Regions from separate parts of the Rattus norvegicus genome. Here all the other regions are linked to region 2. The links are chromatin contacts, called in public Hi-C maps. All regions are on one chromosome and are shown on one strand. The core of a region is the stretch at or near the end of the contact, and the rest is flanking DNA. Distances in the headings are between cores, read along the strand shown.

What was found. A called contact is a pair of places that touch in the nucleus more often than the background predicts.
Region 1: a contact with region 2 is called in a Hi-C map of the A7r5 cell line, with 3 times the contacts expected there. The contact joins two enhancer-like sites. A contact is called at or near these places in 2 of 12 Hi-C or Micro-C datasets (the A7r5 cell line and the Rat2 cell line).
Region 3: a Hi-C map of the A7r5 cell line shows a contact between it and region 2, with 4 times the contacts expected there. The contact joins two enhancer-like sites. A contact is called at or near these places in 3 of 12 Hi-C or Micro-C datasets (the A7r5 cell line, the Rat2 cell line and frontal cortex).

What each region holds. Positions count from the first base shown.
Region 1 is chr3:125,022,692-125,026,911 of GRCr8, reverse strand. No RefSeq gene overlaps it. Among named protein-coding and RNA genes, the nearest start is that of Rasgrp1, 340 kb to the right of the region's middle. Within about 2 kb of position 2,766, at least 6 of the 93 cell types and tissues checked have an H3K27ac peak or open chromatin away from gene starts, as enhancers often do. A contact at or near this core is called in the A7r5 cell line, where this site is marked.
Region 2 is chr3:124,888,939-124,893,423 of GRCr8, reverse strand. The region is part of intron 1 of LOC134486427 (a long non-coding RNA gene); the gene reads right to left. Among named protein-coding and RNA genes, the nearest start is that of Rasgrp1, 210 kb to the right of the region's middle. Within about 2 kb of position 2,918, at least 6 of the 93 cell types and tissues checked have an H3K27ac peak or open chromatin away from gene starts, as enhancers often do. A contact at or near this core is called in the A7r5 cell line, where this site is marked.
Region 3 is chr3:125,094,631-125,098,924 of GRCr8, reverse strand. No RefSeq gene overlaps it. Among named protein-coding and RNA genes, the nearest start is that of Rasgrp1, 410 kb to the right of the region's middle. Within about 2 kb of position 2,499, at least 8 of the 93 cell types and tissues checked have an H3K27ac peak or open chromatin away from gene starts, as enhancers often do. A contact at or near this core is called in the A7r5 cell line, where this site is marked.

The sequences.
Region 1 (4,220 bases), core at 1,517-4,016, 130 kb before region 2:
AGAGCAGAATTCCTTAAAATGGAAATTCAGCTATTATACTTAGCATATTTTAAGGATGTTTTCAAGTGGAAAATATATTTAGGAGAAGGAAACTCCAGCCCTTGTAATTGCATGCTCTCTTCAGAGTTAGAATGCTAAATGAGCCAGCTGTCAGCTTGGTGAGGTATAAGTACACCTAAATCATGAAGCGGACGTTTTTAAGGATGCTTAAGAAACCCCGGGCTTGGGAAGCTCATTGATCCTCTGGGTCTCTTTTTCATCTTACTTATGTGAGCTCATCTAAGCCCCAACAGAGAAGGATCCTTTTTAAGTCAGTGTGTTTATGTAATTTGGCATCTGAAGGAACCCACTTCTGTTAGGACAAGGACTCTGATAGACTGGGGGATTTTATGCTGTGTTTTGCTGGTTTTCCTGCAGTTTTTAGAAAGAGATCCTCTTGTTTAAGATTCTGAATCTAAGAATTCTACTCTGTGGGGCTTGGGAGAAGATTCAGTTGGTAAATACTTGTCTCACAAGGCTGAGGACCTAAGTTTGGATTCCCAATAATCAGACAAAAAAAAAATCTATGTGCAACCACATGTGCCTAAGAACTCAGACCTGGGAGAAGCAGCTTTACCCAAATCAGTAAACTTCAGGCTCAATGAAAGGAGGGGGAGGGGAGGAGGAGGAGGAGGAGGAGGAGGAGGAGGAGGAGGAAGAGGAGATTGAGGAAGGTCCCCAACCTGTGCTTCTTCACACACCCGTGTGAATGCACATAAACACACACACACACACACACACACACACACACACCATATATATATATATATATATATATATATATATATATATTTAAAAAATGTGCTTTAAACCTATAGGCAGGTAGATCTCTGTGGATGTCGGCCTGGTCTATATAGTGAGTTCTAGGACAGCTAAAACTGTATGAAGAAATGTTCTTTAAGGACGCAGTTACTTAAATCTTAGCTACTTAACAACAACATCTTGCCTAAATTAGTGAAATGACAATACTGTGTTCAGCTGAGCATAGGGAAGACATTTTAAGTAGGGGACAATTTCCTAACACGAAAGAAGATGTTTTGAACGCATCCTTTCCATTCCTACTCTTTGTCTCACCTGTCAGTCTCCTCTTGCACCTTTAGCTAAACACAGGAAGTGCATGGGGAAAGATTTTCTTAAGTATCCACTGCTAGAGTGTGTCCCAGGAATCACTTCCCTTCCCATTCCTCACAGTGCCTAACAGGACCCTCACAACAGTGGGCACAGATTTCTCTCTGGAGAGGAAGCCTGCTACTTCAGCTCTCACTTGTCAAAGTCAGCAAGATCTAGACATTCCTCCCCACTAATGCCTGCCCCCAATCAGATACCTATCAAATGAACAAAGGCCACAGGTCAGAAGGAATGCCAACAATGCAGATAAGTCCTGATAACTGGCTGCCGAATGAACAAAGCCACATAACCAGGAAGGTAGCTGTCAAACTGAGCAAAAGGCTTCTGGGGAGACTTGGCTGCAGGGACTGTAACTTACAGCACCTTTCCCCTGAGCCAAACAGGCTGGTATTTTATATCTAAAGTCCTCACGGGCATGGGGCAAATTCCTTTGTTCTTTGTGAGTTTCCTAGCATGGCAAAGCCCTCCTCTGTGGCTGCTCGTAAAAGGAGCAGTCATGCATCTTCACCCATAGGAATGAATTCAAGTGACTGTGGGGGAGCTGCTGGACCAAGCAGGGGGCATTGAACCCTCTGATGTCTTATGGGGATGGATTTGTTGACTGGTTTCACACTCAGATTTTCATAGTCAAATGAGTCTCATAAATCAACTTTTTAACATAAATATTTCAGAACAACCAGTGCCTGAACCCATTTTCAGGTTGGCAAGTGTCCAGGAAAAGTCCAAAGACAGAACATGGGAAGAATGAGATTCCATTGTACCTCTGGACTCCACCTCTGACCTCTGAGTAGCCTACTTGTTGACTGGATTCTGCACTCACTGTCGGCAAAGTTCTGCATCCCGTGGTCAACTTCAGCTCTGATTGGATTTTTCTTCCACCCTCTAATGTAATTGTAGAACAGCTGGTGTCCTGATGATCCCAACCAGAGGTTGAAAACATCCTTGGCTTTGGGACAGGCACTTCCCAGTCCTGTAAAAGAACAATAGAAATTCCAGGAAAGGCTGAGAAGGTGAGTCATGAGGCTCTGTGTCTCATATAGCATCCTATGCGTACATAAGCAATATATTTCCATGTAAAACAGAGTTTGAGTATTTGGAGAAAAAAATTAGAAAATGGTGAGAGTTTACGTTCAATAACAGCCTTCACTCGGGACTCTTAATTCTTCCACACTTTATTAACAAATGTGAAGTTCATGTTTCAGAACACAGTTTAGAGTCAGTGTAGTGCTCCTTAAATCCTGAAGTTACATCCATCATTGACTGAAGACCAGAGGGAGAGAAGATTAGCATTTGCACTCTACCCAGCTTGCTGAGAAACTGGATCATAACTCACCTATCTTTCCAATGAGACCCTTCACAATAGCCCCCTTTACCTGTGTTTCCTATGGTTTTAATTTAGAAACCACATGATATATTTGACATAAATGCCAAGGAGATTGTAGGTAATTGCTGGCTGTTGGCAGCAGACCAGACCTAGGGCAATTGTGTATCTTAACAAAGTCAATAATTGGGCTGATAATGAGCTCGAAATGGAATCACATTCTTACTCCGTGCCTCCTGAAGCTGGATGAGAAGGCTTCTGAGTCATGTGAATAACATGTTGAATGACTCCCTGCCGTGACTCTATGATCCATACCAAAAGGAAGTCTAACAGCTCTTTTTACTCGCCCATGTTTAATATGAGAGCATTCTCCAGCAAAGTCTGGGCAATTATTAGTATAAAAATTATTAATTCATGAAATGTTTAAAATTGGGGGATTTAAATGTGGGAACCTGCAATTATGTTAGGTACAGCTTTTACTCTGGGCCATGGTCAAAATCACAAGAAAGACCCTAGCCCACTGAGCAAACAAAACATTGATCTTGCAAAACTGATTAGTGGAATGTATGTTCAAATCTGTTTGTATTCTATAAAGCCCTATTCTGAGTTAGTGTTTTCAAAACCCAGCAAGCTACCTAAAAAAACACAGCTTGTCTTTCATCCCTCCAAGCATTAAATACTGAGAATTTGGCCTCTTGTGTTGACAGTCCAACACACCACTCTACCTTCATGGCTACCTACCAGTCCAGATCAGGGGTCCTGTCTTTCATGTGGACTGTTTGCAGCTCCTCCTAACTGCATTGAGGAGAGTGAGGCAAAACAAATATGGCAGATAGTCAGAGATAAGCACAAAATTTATCAGCCACCACAGGCAAACCTGTAACCTATAAATTCAGGGTGTCAGCCTATTTTGAGAGTTAAAACAAATGCTGTAATTTGGATAGTTTATACACAACAGAAAGCTGGGGAGCCCAAGAGTAAGGTGCTGCAGATTAGTTGTCCAAGAGAGCTTGCTCTTTAAATTGTAGAGGGTGACTGCTGACAAGTTTTTGACATTGTGAAGAAGCAAGCTTCCATAGACCTCGTTTGTAAGGAAACTAATCTAGTCTCATGACCCAGCAAGTCCCACCTCTTAATGCTACCTTGTTGGGAGGAAAGAAATTCTTTGGATGAAACAGACATAGTACAGGGTAAGGAGGAAGGTTGACATGAATCCACTGATTCGTGGTTGATTGGATTTAGACAGCACACTTGATGCTTTCAGAAATCATCCAAAACCTAGCCTTACATTTCATAGTCAGAGAAATGTCAAATGAATTGTTGTTGGCCGACCATTGGAAGCCTATGAGTGAACTAGATGGGTGTTCTCTAGTTCGTAAGAAAATCAGAAATCACACAACTCCTGATCATATGTAGCAACTGTGAAATCCATTGCTAAAAAAGATTACCAGACATTTGAGAACGTGCTAATGATCCAATTCATTACTGTTTTGCCACCACCCTGATTCATATTTCACTTTCCTGAAGGGCCTGGCCAGGGTTTCTACAAGTGTAAGCATTTACCAGAGTACAGGTAACATATATGAGCCTGCTTTCTACCATCAGGGCTATACAGACAATTCAAAAGACTGAGTGAGACCTGACCTTATTTCTGGTTAGCTCATTAGTACAAAGTTGAACACAAAGTCTCAAATAAGACAAGATGGGGGGACTCTCCCCTGAATTACTATTG
Region 2 (4,485 bases), core at 1,669-4,168:
TGAAGCAGACCAAAAACTTTCAATGTCTGTAGTGAGTACTGCCATGAAATTAAATTCTGAGTGCTATGACCATCAAATACTTAGTGAGAGTTTGTGATGGACCAGGAAGCAAGTCAGTGCTAATAGAGACAGAAAGCAGTATAAAGCAGTGATATGGATTTTAGGAGGGTTACAGAACACAAGACTCAATGATTAGAAAGATAGATGGCATAACACTAACTTCAGTATGTCAAATATGAGGTATATGGGACATATGACAAGGCTTTGAGGTTCAGAGAATGGAAAGAATGACAAAACTAAAAGGATTAGGAAAGGCACCTCAAGGGCAATTAAAGCTAAATATTGTGTAGAATTTGGGCATGAGACTGGCATAAGAAAATCTTGCTAGGCAGGTAAAATGGTCTGAGTAGAAGCAAGAAGATAAACTATACAAGGTCCCTTTAGGAACCAGTATATCAGTGGTCTAGGAAAAGGAATTCATATAAAGTACTATTCTTGAATGGAAGCTATAATGCAAATGTGCCAAAATGGAGTTCTGTTCTTTGTTACCTCACTCACTTACTCAGCAGTACTTAAAACTTTAGAGAGGGACGAAAAGAAAGTGCATCCTCTGCAGGACTGTGGCAATGTTTTCAAATGTGACAATGATGATGTAAGAGAAAGAAAGCAGATGTGAGATAGGCTGGCATCAAACTCCAAGGTCTCAACTCTTCCTAGACCAGGACCACTTGGTTTGGCCAAAGCTCATTATCAGGCTCCTAAATTCCCCAGCCTCCCCAACTCTGTCTCCCTCAAGGCCCATGCTCAGTCCTAACTCTTCTGAAATCATAAGCCCAACACCACCACAACCTTCGAAGTTGATTCTTTCTGATACTCCACATCCGTAAAACATTGTGCATAGTTACCTCTACATTAAAATAAACAGCATTGAGTAATCTATTTAAAATCTTCTATCCACCCAGTGTAGACTTCACATTGGACCCCTGTTCTGTCTAGCCCAAAACATGCGCTCTTAGCAAAAGAAAGTCTCCTTGGTTTGACTAAGAATTTTGCTTTTAAAATCTCTGGAACAGCCTTTGTCCTACTGAAATTTTCCACCCATTAGTCCTTTTCTCCAAGATTTAGACAACAAGTCTTATCTTGTCTATGAGCATTCCACAGAGCCTTCCTAGCCAGGTTAGAAGAATAATGGCTCCATCCCAAAGATGCCCGTGTTTTTGTCCAAGATCCGGCGTGAATAGTATCTATGCTGAATGATAGTAGAAGAAGAGAATTCAAGATGGTAGATGGAATTAAGATGGCTTATCAGATGATTCGGGTATGAAGAAATTAAAGGGACCAATACAATCACAGAGATTTTCAAAATTGAGAAAATGAAACAAGAGAACCAGACCATAAAAACCAGAGAACAGATGAGAAGGGCTCCCAAGCTACAGGACATAGGACACTTCTACAAACTAAAAAAGTAAAAGAAATATACTCCCACCAGAACACCCAGAAAGAATGCTTGGTTTTTCTCCAGGGCAACCCACTTCATACCTCTGACCTCCAGAACTTTTCAAAAAGAAAGGAGCTGATACCTTTCGTCTCTCCTGGCCTCAAACATCCTGTGTTGCCATGTTCCACTAAAGCTCTGATTAGCCGAGATTTCCTATGGAACTAATATGTCCTTGATAGTTCCCCAATAATGCCGCCCTCTGGTAAAATTAAGAGCTGCCAGTGAGGTGCAGGCCTGCCGCTGGGCTCATGCAAAACACAGGCACAAATAGGAAGAGGGCTTTCAAGGCTATCATTTTCTAGCCAGTAAGTGTCTAGGGTTTCACCACAGTGGTTAAGGATGTGTCACCCAGGCGCCTTAGCAAGGAGCACTTCCAACCTTCAATTAAAGAACTATCATTTGCTCTATATATTAACATCCAGAACAATAAACAGACTGCAACATGGTCATTAGAGACAGCCATAATCCATGGCCTGCTGTGTATTGATGTCAAGCCTGCTGCGTTCGACAACTGAAATCATCCCAAAGAAAGCATGTGCTTTCAAAGCCAGTACTCCAGTGAGGATATCCACCCCTGGCTGCCTTCCAGTGTCCCACCTCTGTCTTGATTTAACCACAGAGTTGTAAACCCTTTGTCTCTTACAGAAAGACAACTACTTCTCATGCTGGGAACTGGACTACAGAATTTCATTGGTGGGAGCTAGTGGGAAATCTTTATTGCAGGCTCATAATAAAATTTCAAGTTGTTATCATTCCTAATCTAAAGGATGTCATGATAGAATAGGCCTGAAGACAGACTTGCAAATGCAGCCAATTAAACAAGCAAAACTACCTTGAGGTCATGAAACACAGGAAATGGAGAAAATATAGACAGACAAAAGGCCAATGGAAAGTCTCTCAGCCTCTATGTGGAAAGTGAGCAGTTTTCTTTTCAACAAAGAACGCACGTTTGTCATCTCCTGTCCACATGGCACAGCCGCAAGTCCCACCGATGCAGCCACCTGAGTTGGGGTGCAGGGGGGAGGTGCATATTATAAACGCTAATGGATTACTTAGGAGGCTGCTCATGCACCGTCAAAGAGATATAAAGATCTAAATGATGGATAGGGAAGCCAGGAAAAGAAGTAAACCTCAGCAATCCGACCTACTCTGGGACCCAAAACACAAAAGCAAAGCAAGCAAAAATCATGAATGGGTTAAAAGGCAGAGCTTAGCTCTTAGTGGTGCTGCAGCAACTGTCCACCGGGACACGGCGAGGACCTCAATGGGAACTGTCACTGGGAGGGAATCTGATGTTGGTTATTGCATACAACATACAGCGTCCTTCCTAATTATCGCTTTTGATAGGCATGGGCTACCCTCACGTATCCTCATCTAGAGGCTGTCTCGGGGCTGAGTCACCAGGCCCCGGCCTGTTGGCCTGTTAGGTGTCAGCAGAGTCAGCTGTCTTGCATGACTCAACAGGGATACTTGACGTCCCGAGCATCTTACAGCAGCAGCCTTCCTCAAAAGGAAGCTAGAGAACACACAGGCATGCCAACCTGTAAATATGTGTACATCTTTAGAGGAGTCACTGTTCTTTTGGATTGTGCTGCCTCTGTTTTTGCTAATAAGGTGTTATTTTTATGCATGTGAGAATATATGTGTTTGTTTATGTGGGGGGGTGCACATGTGTAGGTGGGTGTGTGTGTGTGAACCCACACATGAATGTGTGTACAGTACTTACCGAAGTTAGGAGATAGTCTTTAAGAAACAATATCCTTAGGACATCCTTACCAATGTCTATCTCTCCCCCCTTTTTTGACAGCTCCTCTCATTGGCAAGAAGCTCACGAATTAGTCTAGACTGTCAAGTCAGTGAGCCTCAGGGATCCTTCTGTCTCTGCCTTCATGAAAGTCTATGTCACTGTATCCAGCAATTTTATGTGGGTCCTGGATATTAAACTCAGTTCCTTGGGCTTGAATGGCAAGTACTTTTACCAACTGAGCCATCTGTTCTGACCTATGGTATATACATGTATATACCATGTATGCATTTATACCATATATGCATAGACAGAGGGGGGAATCTAATAAGGTCTTCAAAAAAATGTATTCCAATTCTTTTCTGTGAACACAGACTCAGAAGATGTTCTTCAAATGACTGTTCTGCAAATGTGAATGCCCTGTTTGGAATTTGTATTTACAAACAACCAGACACACTCTTTTGTCTTAATTCCAATGAGCACCAATAAGCAGGGGAGGTGAACACATGAGGCAAATTGATGGAGACTTTCAGGTTTTATGGAGAACCTAAAGGACTTTTACAGACCTAGCATGGGTCTCTAGCAATCACAGCCCTTCTCAAAAACTTTTGCCTTGTCCCGATCAGAATTTTCTATGCATTGTCGCCACCTGCTGGGAGATCCTAGGATTGGCTTCTGGTGGCATGTAAGGTGGACACCTGGCCAGCACAGGGAGGTGTGAGAGATGAGATTGTCAAATCCATGCCATGGCTTTCATTCCAGAAGGAGTCACTAACCTGTCCTTGGCACTCAGACTGAATTTTAATAGTCTTCTGGAGACAGAACTCAAGTCTACATTCCCTCTGGTAAATCATCTCAGTGTTGAATCACCTTCTTTCCAAAATATTTTCCCTCTTTGTGATCTCAGTGATACTTCTGTTTAGGTTAATTTTCTACTGATGTGTTTTGATCAGGAATGAAACTAACTGCTTCCAGTTCTCTGGGGGAAAGCCCTCTGCACGCCTACAGAGAGGTCTACAAGTGTGCCTGGTTTCTCTGCAAGTATCTTCAGTTTGTTCTTTTCTTTAAATTGACTTTGTTTGGCCCATTTAAAACTGCACTGTCCATTTCTTTAGTCCATTCCTAAATATTTCCAACACCCCTGTCTCTTTCCATACTGGGAGAACGTGACACCCCAGCGAAGAATCTCGCTGAAGACAAGTACAACAGAATCCTTACCACATGGACCCCTCTCAGATTATCA
Region 3 (4,294 bases), core at 1,250-3,749, 210 kb before region 2:
ACTGATTAAAGGTATTTACTTCTATGAAGTGGCATGAACATTATGAATTAATATATATATAAAGTTGCTTTTCAGGATAGTATGAAACTTAACTAGCTGATTTAATAACATCTGATATTTATTTCTGAATTCACTGAAAATTAGGTAAATACTTGATTAAAGTATTATATTGTAAGGCAATATAATTCATAAGTTCAGAAATTCTTTTATATTTACCCCTCCTCCAGAAATTCTTGAATATTATTTGCATAAATTTCTGGAATAACTTAACTTCCATATCTTATTTTACTATTTTCCCAAGAGGACAAATATCTAGTCACTAGTACTTTAGAGTTTAAGTCTGGAAAGTATTCTGTCAGAGTCTAACAGAAATCACTTCACGAAAGAGCATTTCTTAGTGGTCAAGAATGCTGACAGCCCTTATTTGCCATTAAAGAACAACTAGAGGGGTTGTACAGTACATACACAACTGATGCAGGATTGAGCCAGACTGAGTGCCAGCAGGCAGATGAGAGTTGGGTATGAATTGCTATCCCTAGTCTTGGAGCTTGCAGCAACTGTTAGCTTCTAGGAGAGGCAAAGGCAGGTTTTACTCAAAGTTTAGCTCCTGTTAAGCTGACCACACTCCAGTGGAAGAGCACATATCCAAGAATATTTGGGTAGCACAAATTGGTCTTGATGGCTAAAACAGAATACAATGTTGGGTGGATATAATGTTGGGAGAGAGAGAGAGAGAGAGAGAGAGAGAGAGAGAGAGAGAGAGAGAGGTATCTGGGGAGGTCATGAATAGAATCTAAATGCATTGTACAAAATTCTCAAAGAACGTGTGTGTGTGTGTGTGTGTGTGTGTGTGTGTGTGTGTGTGTGTGTGTGTGTTTTCAAGGCCAATATCTAGGGCTGTGATTGTAGTTCCATTGTGGAGTATTTACCTAGCATGTATTAGACCTTACATTCATTCCCTAGTCCTACCAAAAATACAAAACAAAAAATTGCTATACAACCAACTCTCTCCCCTTTTTTGTTTAAATAACTCCTGGGCTTGCTCATCCTCTGGTCCAGCGAGACTGACTCTAAGTTTAGGAAATTCTGAGATTGACTACACAGAACATTTCACATTACAAAATAACAATGCCTATCCCTGTTGGAGCTTCCCTAGAACTCTATTCACAGACCTTTGAAAATTCTATGGTTAAAATTATTTTTCTTAACAACAGTAATTGTATGCTAGTTCTGAACACTCTCAAGTATGTTCTAAAAATACTTATACAAAAGGATAAAGAATACTTAGCAGGGAGTCTCATGATTAAAGGTCAAAGCTGGGGACATGTACAAGAAGGAGACACTTGATGGCCTGTGTTGCTTACGCAGAAATCCTGTGGGACTCCAATCCTGGCAATGTAAGTGCATTGATAATCACCACAGCCTCAGCCTTAGTATCTGGAATAGGCAGAAGCTCACTTTCTCGGGCTGGAAGAAGAATTATCTGCCGAGTGGAAGACATTTTTGCTCCTTCTTAATGGGCCATCACAGCCAGTGCTGAGTGGCAATGAGCTCATCCTATACCACTGTGTCCAGTATTTGATGTTGGAAGGGCTATTAAAGCTTTTCTCTATATAAGTTGGATCCAACAATAAGCAGTATGAAAGGTCCCAGTCTTCAAAGGCAAACTTATTTAAGTGAATACTGGGCAGATAGCAGGCCAACTTAAGAGAAAAATCATCTCTACTCAGTGAAGTAGTTGTTTTGTGATGGCAGCCCCAGCAGAATCATTTACAACACTCAGAAGTCAACACTGCAGCTTGCTTTTGGCAAGCCTGAAGTATTCTGTGATCCAGAGAAATTCTTTCTAATTATTAAAAAACATGTTAAAGAAGGAACAAATGTTGTTGGCACCCACCAAGCATATAATTGATTCAAAAGTCCAGTCCCAGAGTAATTGTAACAAAACCATGTCAGTGAAACCTTCGTGGAGAATGTGAATGAGTAAGTACCAAATTTTCTGCCCTTGAGTGGGATTTGGGAGTTAGAGTACATGTTTTGTCCCTGGGAATGAAATGAAGAGCTGTTGCCCTGGGGAGACTGGTGACTGGGGCCATGTGAAAGAACTAAGACATTAAAATGGCACACGGGCATTTGCTAGATTCACAAAACATTTATTGCATTGGCCAGTTCCACTCTCCTGACTGAGAACACGCTGCCTCTCTTTAGAAAGATAGAAAATGAAGTGGCCTGTGTGAATTGAGGTGGGGGAAGAAGGAAAAGACGAGAGGAAATGGCCAAAGCCAAGCAGAGCAGCTGTAGCAGATGGGGGTCAAGCGGGGATGCAGAATGCCCTTGGACATGAGGATGGATGGATACGTGGATGGAGGCTCTGTTCTAGGCCACTCTGCCATTAAGTTGGAAGCAGGGAATTTGGGGAAGGAGCCAGACTGACTTACTTAGGGTCACACAGCTGTTAGTGTACCTCAGAGTTTGAGTTCTCAGGGTGTTGCCCAGTCATTCCTGTGGTTTGTCTCAACATGACGAGCGTTCTTGAGAAGGTTGTGGTCACAGTAGTTAGCCATTTGAACGACAAGACTGAAATAAATGTCTATTTATTAAGCAGGCCATGTATTTTCAGAGCTTAAACAAGCCGCTAGATGGAGGATGCCTGGTGCTCAGAGTCATGGCACACAAACATACTCTTCAAGTTGGAATTACGGAGCCTTGCTCTACTCTTTAGCTTCTATTTGTCTCCTGATAGGACCACAAACCTAGTCAGTGCCTCGAGATTTCTTCCTGGACTTCACCTGAAGATTGTCCGGGGCAAAGGCAGGGTACTGCTTATTCTGGCTCCTGGTCCTGCCATTTCAGTTTCTATGACGACCTCAGTATTTCTCTTCCTCACTTCTTTGTTTTCCATTCAGCTCAGCTCACTTCCTTTGGACAAGTCATTGCTTGCCGACTGACTATGCTCATACCTGGCCCTAGGATACAATGATGATCTGAAGCCTAATACATCTCCACTTCACTGTTTACCACATGAATATCTTCTTCAGAGTCAGAAACTACCCATTATCCAATATCAGTGCGCTGTTGAGGTTAGTTAAGCCTTTTGTGCCTCATACCCTTCCTCTGACGACTGAGATATGGTTTATACCTTATCTCATAGCTTAAGATATGAGAGTGTAGAGTAGATCCATTTATAGGAAGCATTTAATAATTATTACATATTTATATTATTGCATTTAGCTCACTGCCTTCTAAAAAGGGTCTATCTTCTATTAGATATTTTCCTTATTTCTATCTTTCATTTTATTCCCTACATGCATGTTTTATTTCTTGTAAGTCCTGTGTGTTATCATAAAAGCTCAGCTGTGAACTTTTAATTACTCAGCTATAAGAAAGAATAAGACTTATGTTGTTTTCATGAAAATGAATGGAACTGTAGATCATTATGTTAAATGAAACAAGCCACACTCAAAAAATATCGCATGTTATTTCTATGATGTAGATTCTAGATAAGGAAAGAGGCATGGAATCAAGCAAGATAGAAGGAAGACGGGTTAAAATAGCAATAGGGGGGATGATATGCTCGAAGTATATTATATACATATATGAAAGTGCCTCTTATTCACTCTGATTCTGGGGAATTATTTAAATGCTAAGGCCCATTTGCTATTTGTCTCTAATAGTTTTACATTTCCAGGAAAGTGGTATATAAAATGTATGCATATGTATTAGATACTATAGAGAGAGTTTTTAAAATGTATAGGCTTATATTCCAGTACTTGGTAGGTGGAGACAGGAGGATCAGATGGTCAAGGCCATCTTCAGTTATGTAACCCAGGTCTAGGTGTGCTAAGTTTCCTTGTTGATTCTTATATAAATCGAAAAGCAGATAATGACAAGGCATGGACAGTCAGCTTTTAAAGAGGCCTGTCTAGGGAAGAGTTTCCCTGGATATTTAATTGCCCTTCTCTCTGTCCCACCCCGGGGGCTGGAAATCCTATGTTTAATAAATAAATAAATAAAGGAACTTCTTTCAAAAGAGTATCAGAGAGCACATTTACTGAGGCAGGGATTAGGGGAGGGTTTCTATGTTCTGTGACATTCTGGAAACAGGAGAGTGATTCCCAAGACAGTCCCCTCTGCCCCAGTAGCAGATGGCAGGCATGAGTGATCTGTAGCCCTTGTCTGGTTACATTTGCCTGGACATATGTGTCTTAGCAAAAGAGCAATTCCTCCCAGTGAATGTTCACAGAAGGCAGAGCTGATACTCGAGAGAGCAATTCAGGTCCACAGATTCTGAGTA